Regions from separate parts of the Mus musculus genome. Here regions 1 and 3 are each linked to region 2. A link is a contact called in public Hi-C data. All regions are on one chromosome and are shown on one strand. The core of a region is the stretch at or near the end of the contact, and the rest is flanking DNA. Distances in the headings are between cores, read along the strand shown. Region 1 holds the start of Ppp1r10 (protein phosphatase 1, regulatory subunit 10). Region 2 holds the start of D330041H03Rik (RIKEN cDNA D330041H03 gene). Region 3 holds the start of Ier3 (immediate early response 3).

The links. Hi-C and Micro-C count contacts between places; a contact is called where the count stands out from the background.
Region 1: a contact with region 2 is called in a Hi-C map of B cells, with 6 read pairs. The contact joins the promoter of Ppp1r10 here to the promoter of D330041H03Rik in region 2. A contact is called at or near these places in 1 of 39 promoter capture datasets (cranial neural crest) and 1 of 484 Hi-C or Micro-C datasets (B cells).
Region 3: a contact with region 2 is called in a Hi-C map of B cells, with 5 read pairs. The contact joins the promoter of Ier3 here to the promoter of D330041H03Rik in region 2. A contact is called at or near these places in 2 of 39 promoter capture datasets (cranial neural crest and frontonasal cranial neural crest) and 1 of 484 Hi-C or Micro-C datasets (B cells).

Annotation. Positions count from the first base shown.
Region 1 is chr17:35,915,787-35,918,486 of GRCm38.p6, reverse strand. It overlaps Ppp1r10 (protein phosphatase 1, regulatory subunit 10), which reads right to left and starts at 1,291. Exons shown (of 19, transcript NM_001163818.1): 1 at 771-1,291. It overlaps Mrps18b (mitochondrial ribosomal protein S18B), which reads left to right and starts at 2,047. Exons shown (of 7, transcript NM_025878.2): 1 at 2,047-2,195. The coding sequence starts at 2,124. Mir1894 (microRNA 1894) reads right to left here and starts at 598; the gene lies at 518-598.
Region 2 is chr17:24,413,070-24,415,769 of GRCm38.p6, reverse strand. It overlaps D330041H03Rik (RIKEN cDNA D330041H03 gene), which reads left to right and starts at 1,257. Exons shown (of 6, transcript NR_033554.1): 1 at 1,257-1,458; 2 at 1,842-2,069. Rnps1 (RNA binding protein with serine rich domain 1) reads right to left here and starts at 1,095. Exons shown (of 9, transcript NM_009070.2): 1 at 1,036-1,095; 2 at 608-729.
Region 3 is chr17:35,820,366-35,823,065 of GRCm38.p6, reverse strand. It overlaps Ier3 (immediate early response 3), which reads right to left and starts at 1,353. Exons shown (of 2, transcript NM_133662.2): 1 at 1,138-1,353; 2 at 155-1,028. The coding sequence starts at 1,347. The coding sequence ends at 756.

The sequences.
Region 1 (2,700 bases), core at 42-2,541, about 12 Mb before region 2:
TATCAAGTTAAAATGTTAATCACTTTTGCCTTTAAATAACCTATGCAAGCTGAAACAATCACAAGACATTCTTTACCTCCCCAAATGTTATTGTATGTACTTGTTACTATGATTTTTGCCCTAAATTTAAGTGTCTTGCAATCTTTATTCCTAGATTGCCACCTATTTTAACCACACAATATATCCCAAGCAAATTACATTAAAATAGAGAGGATTTAACAGTCACTTTAAAGACATAGCCAGCTAATATTTCTCTGCCCATCTCCTTACCCTGCAATCTTTATGTACAGATTGCTTATTAATCTGGCAAATTGAAAGGCGTTCTGCTTGTCTCACACACAAAGAAGTGGGACTTCTGGGCCACAAGATCCACCATCTTTTGTATGTGAGCTCATTAACCCTTTTGAAGACTGCTAACCAGAGGAAGGTAACCATTCCTCCTTATTATCGCAAAGGCTTATGCTCTGGCAGTCTGGAAATCTGCTGGATTATCAAGGGTTAACCGTCAAAATCCTCACTGGCTGGCCCTCCCTTCACCCTCTCCCTTGCCTGCTCCACAGCAGGGAAGAGGCAGGTGGTAGGGGAGAGAGAACAAAGACTGTTTAGACCCACAGGACCTTTAATGGAGATTTAAGAGACCCGATTGGTCCTTCTCTCCAGTACTCTACATTTGTTCTATGGTCTCATTTCTTCCTCTCATTATTTTTGGTTTCACAACGGGAAACGTTGATTTCTTGTTCAAGGCTGGTTTTTGAAAATTCGACACTTACTATCCAATTTTTTTGCGACGTCAGCACCTCGGGCTCAGGGGGGAGGGGTAAAATTTTGGAGGAAAAAAAATAAAGCAACCAACCAGGACCCAAACTCAGTTACTTGTGGGGCCTCATTGGATCAAAAAGTCTCTTTTAAAAAAAGTAAAGACCAACTCAGTTTTCATTTCCCCCCCGCCCAACTCCATTTAGGGAGAGGGGGTCGTTGAAAAAAAAAGTCTGAGTGGATTCCAAAACGGAAATGCTGGATGAGTGAGATTGGGTAGGTTTGGGCAGGGAAGGTGGTTGATTATTTTTGAAGTTATGTGGTGACGGTCCTTCGGCCACAGATCTCAAGTCCCAAGCAGCGTGGGCTGGTGGGGTGGGCAAGATAGGTGGGGAGGGGCAGAAGACACGAGTGGTTGGGCTGGTGGCTGATTTCCCTTTCCCCCCTCTCAGGATCCTTTCAAGGGTTTAGATGTTGCTGAGGCTTGTTTGTTTTCCTGATGGCCGGCCTGTCTTTCTCCGAGAAAATTCAACCTGGGGTAAAAGGAACACAAAAGGAGGAAGGTGTAATCAGTACGGGTCGCCTTTAAACGTTTCAAAGTTGTCGCAGGACGCAGCCGCATTAGGGAAAAACGTGGCTGCCCATTAAATCCGAAACCACCCCGTTCCCCCGGCCCGCTCTCGGCAAAACGTTACCCTCCAAAGCGACGGAGCACCCAAACTTACCTCTAAACGAACCCCAGAATGGCGGCCGCCCGCTCGGGCGGAGTCTTTTATACCCGGCCACCGCCCAACGCACCCTAACGTGATGGAGAACCGCCCTCGCCGGGACACATTGTGCGCGAGGCGAACTCTGATTGGCCAGCGTGCGAGCCGGGTCGCCCGCGGATTGGACGTCCCTCCTCCACCTTCCCGAAGCCCCCTTCCCTCGGTTCCCCTCTTCCGTCTCCTTGCTATCACCTCTACGCCAGCGCGTGATCGCCGCGTCCGGCACCTCCCTTTCCTCTGCCTCCACCACTTCCGCTCCGGCGACCCGGGGTCGCCCTCGGTTGGCCGAAACGGCCCGACGCATGCGCACTGGGAGCACCCTGGTTAAAATCGCAATCAAATCTGCTTTCATGTTAGACACTAACCATGGAATCTAGGATTCATCGTGACTGGTCCGGGAGAAATGCAATTTTGAAGGCTGGTTCGATTGTGACGCAGTTTAAATTCGCGTCTGTGGACCCCGCCCCTTGACGCTTCCGCCCTTAGACATGTGAGCAGCCGCCTTCCGCATTGCGGGGCGTGTCCTTGGCCCACCCTAGTGCGTGTCCCGAGCATGCGCAGTCGCTCTTCCGGCAGGCCGTACGTCCGGTGTGCGTCAAGATGGCTGCCCCCTTGCGGCACACGCTTCTAAAGCTGGTTCCTACACTCTTACGAAGTTCCTATGTAGCTCAGGTAAAACGTTGGAGGGGTTTTCTCTACCTCCCCGTGGTGTCTATACTTTCGATCTTCCTTCCATTAGGAGGAGTCAAGGGGCATGGGTTTTCCCACATGTCTACGTGTCAGCCCTGCACCAGCCTCCGTCCCCTACGGCGCGCGATTTCTAACTACCGAGCGTTCGGGTCAGAGCCAGGGTTACGGGTTATCATCGTCGTCTCCCGACTACCATTAGGCAAAAGAACTAAATGGTGGGGTTGCCCCTGTGGAAATGGGCAGTTTGTAACCAGGTCGTTGGTGCCTGAAGTGGCACCCAGGACGTGTTTGGTTTTTTTTTGTTGTTGTTGTTTTTTTTTTAGCAAAGGACCCTATTTTAAGGATTTTCCCCGGTGTTCGGGAGACAGCCCAGGTTGGTCTCATAGGTACTTTCTGAGCTTTCTACCTCTCCCTCCCAGATTATGGAATTAAAAGCAAGTACACTAGTCCTACTCCACCTCGTCACACGTCATTTCCCCATCAGAGC
Region 2 (2,700 bases), core at 8-2,507:
TAAGTCATTTAAATCTGGTATGTACTTTTGGGGTTTGGGTTACTATTCAAGTGCTTCATACCAGTGACAAAGGGTAGAGATCACCCTTGTGCACCCGCACCCCGACCTGCTGGAATGTACTTTATGAAACAGGCAGAACCCATTGTTAAGCAGTCTACAAATTATGAACTGCGGCGTAAGCGAACTCTTTGCTGGGTGTGGTCGAGTGCTAGAAAGCAAAGGTGAGGGTCTCTGTTCACTCAAGCTCAGGTAACAGCTCAGGACCTTGGTCACCTCTCCCATCCTCCGGAAAGGTGTGCGTCCAACAGTCAGAGAGAGGAGAAAACAAATGGTTAAATCTCGAGCAGAGGGCGTCTTGGCAATCTGAAAGCACTCTCTACATATAAAAGCACATCGGAGACACAGTGCCTACGAAGTAACACAAGGTAGAGAAAGCAAGCCTCCACCACGTCTCTACCATCAACCATAACCTTCCCATATCCTCTCCCGCTGAGCTCCGTAACCGTGCTCGGTCCATCCTAGGACGGATCCTCAATGCCCAGAACTGAGAACTGCACACTGGATTCCGACAGACACTCGTGGAAAGAGATCTTTAAAGGAAACCAACCTTTTAGGCCGGCTCGCAATCTGCACCGTCCGCTCCGGCCACAGACATCGACCTCGCCTCCCACCCTCTTTCTCCACTCACTACTCAGGTCGGGCCCGGTGTGGCGAGCCTAGGTCTCCAGCCTGACAAGAAAACAAGAGAAGCGGCAGGGCTCGCAGCTGCTGGAGTCCTGCAGGCTAAAGCGGGTCGCCGCCGAGCGAACCGTGCGGGATCACCCTTCCGTCGGTGACCGCCTCGACCACTTCCGGGCCGCGGCCTCGACACCTCCCACTCCGCCCGACCTGAACCACACTCTCTCCTCGGGCTCTGTTCCTCGCCGGCGGGCCTCTGCCGCACTGAGGAACGCAACCGGCTCCACGATGCGCCCCGCCAAGCCTGGCAGAAGGTCCCCGGAGGTCGGATGCAGCCGGATTCCTACCCCGACTTACATCTTCCCAAGGCCGCCACCTCCTCCCGCTCTTCTCAGACCAGGACGCCGGCGCAACTTTGTCGTCAGAGGTGAGAAGCGGGAAGGCGCAGCCGTCGTCGCGCGACGATGACGTAAGCACACTCAGCCAATGCAAGTTAGCGGTGGAGGACTAAAGGACAGCAACTGTGTGTGGGCGGAGCGTCGTAGCGCCTACGGTCCCCCCCCCCGCCCCCCCTCCCCGACTGGTCTAAAGTTTCCTGGACTTGTTTTGCTCATTCTGAAGCGCGCGATGATTGGCTGACCGGCACCAGAGGTTTGTGCTCTTTGGCGCCTACCGGATCTGTGTGGATGGAGCTACTCGGGTTGCCTCTGCTGTCATTAGGATCTAAGGCACCCTGCTGAGGCCGCGTTATTGTAGTAAAGGGACAGGCTGGTACGGACGGTGAGTTCCTATGGTCAAGTCTCTGGTAGTTAGTGGTGATTGCATAGATATGGTCTCTGTGCTGGTGGGATACAGCTGACTGGGTGTAGCGGGCGGCCGATGAGGCCAGAAAGGAAAAAAGTTTGAGGAAATGTTGAAGGAGGTTTCTCCCAGGAGACATTTCTGACAAGAATGCGTGGGGCAGAAGGAACAGCAAAGGCGTTCAGGATCGCTGGGAGAAGAAGAGGCACGCTAGTCTATACCGGGGTTACGTCAGTAACTTCTTAGCAAGGACATAGAGGATCTGGTCTCTGCACGAGGCTAAAGAGTAGCACCCGCCGTAGTGCCCCGCCTCCCGACTTTGCCAACACATTCTTTTGTTTGTTTGTTTGTTTGTTTTGTAGCCCTGGCTGTCCTGGAACTCACTCTGTAGACCAGGCTAGGCTGGCCTAGAACTCAGAAATCTGCCTGCCTCTGCCTCCCAACTGCTGGGATTAAAGACGAGCGCCACCGCCCGGTTTGCCTAGCACATTCTTGCTCCGTTATTTGCGGAAGAAAGGGATATGCACACAATCCCCGCGGTTATCTAAGTAGATTTGAGGCAGGAACGAAGAAAGAGGAACAGAGCTAAGGTGAGCTTCAGGAGGAAGGTACAAAGGTGACTTAGATTTGGATTACATATTGCTGTGAAAGATAGGAAAGTGGCCAATGTGCACTTTGGTGATCCCGGAGAGATGGAGAGAAGAGATTATCTCGGTCCAAGGAGCTGGGTGTGTCCTGTGGGACAGTCAGGAAGAGGAGCCTGCTTCTGAAGTCTGCTTTCCTGAGGTATTCATTTTTTGGGGTGGGGTTAGCAGATCTAGACAGTTTGGTCTGGTACCCTTGTTGGATTTAAGATTATTTAATGTATAGGATATTAGGGATAAGCTGATTTTCTTGCATTGCTGTTGTGTCTGCTGTGGTCAGACATGAGTGGTAAGTGGATGCTAGCTGTTCTCTGGTGGAACGGAACAAATAAACGATGACCCTCACTTACATCATCCAGTCTGGGTTATTCACACTAGAAAGGCTGAGAGCCAGTAGCTTTCTAAGAAACTACATGTCCTTGTAGTCTTAATCTGGTGCTGAAATCATGGCGGGTTCCTGGTCTTCAGCACTAGTTGGAAGGCTGAAGAAGCTGGGCCCTGATGTCAGTGAAAGATGGCAGCAAAAAGGTAGACGGACTAGTGAGAGAAAAGCCACAAAAGCAAATCTCGCACTGCC
Region 3 (2,700 bases), core at 104-2,603, about 11 Mb before region 2:
TATGACTGCATCCGGTGACCGGATATAGGTCTGTAACTCCAAGAAAGAGTTCAGGACCCAAGAAAGGGTGAGGACTGGGCACCTAGTCACATCCTCCCGCCACTCCCCCCTCCCCCCCGCTTGAATGATACACTTCGAGAACTGCAGATAATAATGACAGGCAAATCAAGTTTATTCGTGTTCACAGAACATACATACTAGGCGACCCCAGACAGCCGCCCTCTGACAATCCATGGACCCAAGACTCCTGCAGCTGCCCCTGAGAAGCAACCAGAAGACATCAAAGGCCGGATTCCCAAGGGTCTTCCAAAGCCTTACAACAGACTACAGAGTTGAAGTGCTGGAAGACGGAGTGTTACCCCTAATCTTATTACACCCCCCCCAGACTAATCCCCAAGCTGGGAGTCCTACCACCCGGGTCCTCCCTCCCACAACTCTGTCTTACCGACCCTATAAATCGTAATAAATATCTGTGTTACAGCAGGGAGGCATATCTCGCACCCCTGCATAAGTTAGAATAAATATTACATACACCCCTCCTTCACCTAGGAGGATATACATAAATACATAAATATTAATTAGACACGGAGAAAGTCTCTGTCCGTCCCCAGTGGGCCTAGCCAGGACCCGCGGTGTCTCTTGGCGGTAGTGTTCTGAGTTAGCGTTGCCTTAGAAATCCCAGTTTGGGATACGTTCTCTCGCACCAGGTACCCATCCATGGTGCCTTTGTTTCTTCGGACTGTGACCCATCGCGTTTAGAAGGCCGCCGGATGTTGCTGGAGAAAAGCTTTAAGATCCAGCGCATAGTCCGAGGACTCCGAGGTCAGGTTCAAAGGCTCGAGGACCGGGGGCGCAGTAATGGGCGCAGAAATGGGCTCAGGTGTCACGGCGCTGGTAGCATCCTCCGGAGCCAGGGGCTGCGACACACCCTCTTCAGCCATCAAAATCTGGCAGAAGATGATGGCGAACAGGAGAAAGAGGACCCTCTTGGCAATGTTGGGTTCCTCGGTTGGTAGCTGGCGCCGGACCTGAGCAGATAAAAGAGGGAAACGTCAGATCGAAGGTCCCTGCGCCTAGTTGTTACCTACAAGTTCCAGGGCGACGCGACCTCCTGATGCCCACTCGGGCGATACTCACCACTCGAGGGTAGAGCACCCTTCGGCTGCGTTTTCGGTGCCCGCGAGAAGTGTTCAAACGCGCGGTGGACACCACGGCCCGCTCCGGGAGAGGGTCGAAGGTGAAAATTTCGGGACCAGAGCCCCGCCGGAGTTCCGGGCCGGTGGAGGGAGCTGGAGAAGGGGCCCTCAGGCCAGTCATGGTGTGGAGATGGTTGCGCGAGTGGCACATAATTTAGACGTTGTGCAGAGAGTGTAGAGGAGTGCAAATCCCCCGCAAAGCAGAGCTACTTATAGAGCCAAAGAAGGGGCCGGGCCGGGGGGAACTCCGCCCTTCGCAGCTGGGGAGCAGTTGGCTGCAAGGGGCTGGAAATTCCAAGGAGGAAGCAAAATGTAGGCGGAGCCTTGATTGGTTATTCTCTAGGTGCCCCAGTGCACGTTCTTTCCTGGGAGTAGTGAATGCTTGTGGGTAAAAACATTGGGAGTAAGCTCACGTCCGGACATGAGGTAGCTAGAGAGGGGCTCTCAGACACGTAGCAGATGGTCCAGCCACCCTCCTTAGTGAAGTCCAGCAAGATCAAGGGACCACAGAAAACACATTCACGTACTTACTTGGAGGTATGCGCAGGAAACAGGAGGGAAGTCATTGCACAAACTTCCAAGAAGATAAAGAACACACTAGAACCCACAGACCGGGCTCTGCCTGCCTCCGTTCACGTGAAAACCATACACACATCACAGAGATTTCAACAGAGCACACGGACACAAAACTGCAATGGTTACTTAGGGACACTCCCGAGACGCTATTCAAAGGGATAGAGGGAAGACAGGAAGTCCGAAGCTCCTGCCTTTGCCCCATACTAGGTGGGTCACAAAATAAGTGAAGTTTCTAAAATTATGAGACTTTGTGCCCGTCGTCAATAGCACCATTAGGAACCCACGGGATCCCCGTAATGCTTGAGAGACCGCTTTCCCTGAACACAGAAGTCAACATTTCTGAGCACCTCTAACAGTCCGAGTGAAAGTGTGGTGGAAACTACCCATCACAACATGAAACTTCAGCCCTCTTCCCAGCCTGCCAAGCGGAGGCAGGAAGACACAGCAAAGCAAGCTCCAGTTTCAAACGACAAACAAACAAACAAACCAAAACCATAACATAGAAGGGGGGGGGGGGGAGACACTGGTGGCACAGTTCTTAAGAACACTGCTGCTTTTGCAGAGGACCTGGAATCAGTTTCCAGAACTCAAGTGGCATCTCGCATCCAGTCCCAGGAGATCTGATGCCCTTTTCCCTTTTTGATCTCTGTAGGCATCTACATGCATGTGGTACACATACATACTCAAAGACAAAAGACTCATATGCATAAAGTAAAAATGAGACATATCGCTGGGCGTGGTGGTGCATGCCTTTAATCCCAGCACTTGTGAGGCAGAGGCAGGTGGATTTCTGAGTTTGAGGCCAGCCTGGTCTACAGAGTGAGTTCCAGGACAGCCAGGGCTATACAGAGAAACCCTGTCTCGAAAAACTAAAAAAGAAAAAAAAGAAAAAAAAAAGAGAGAGAGAGTAAGAGAGATATCTTAAAAC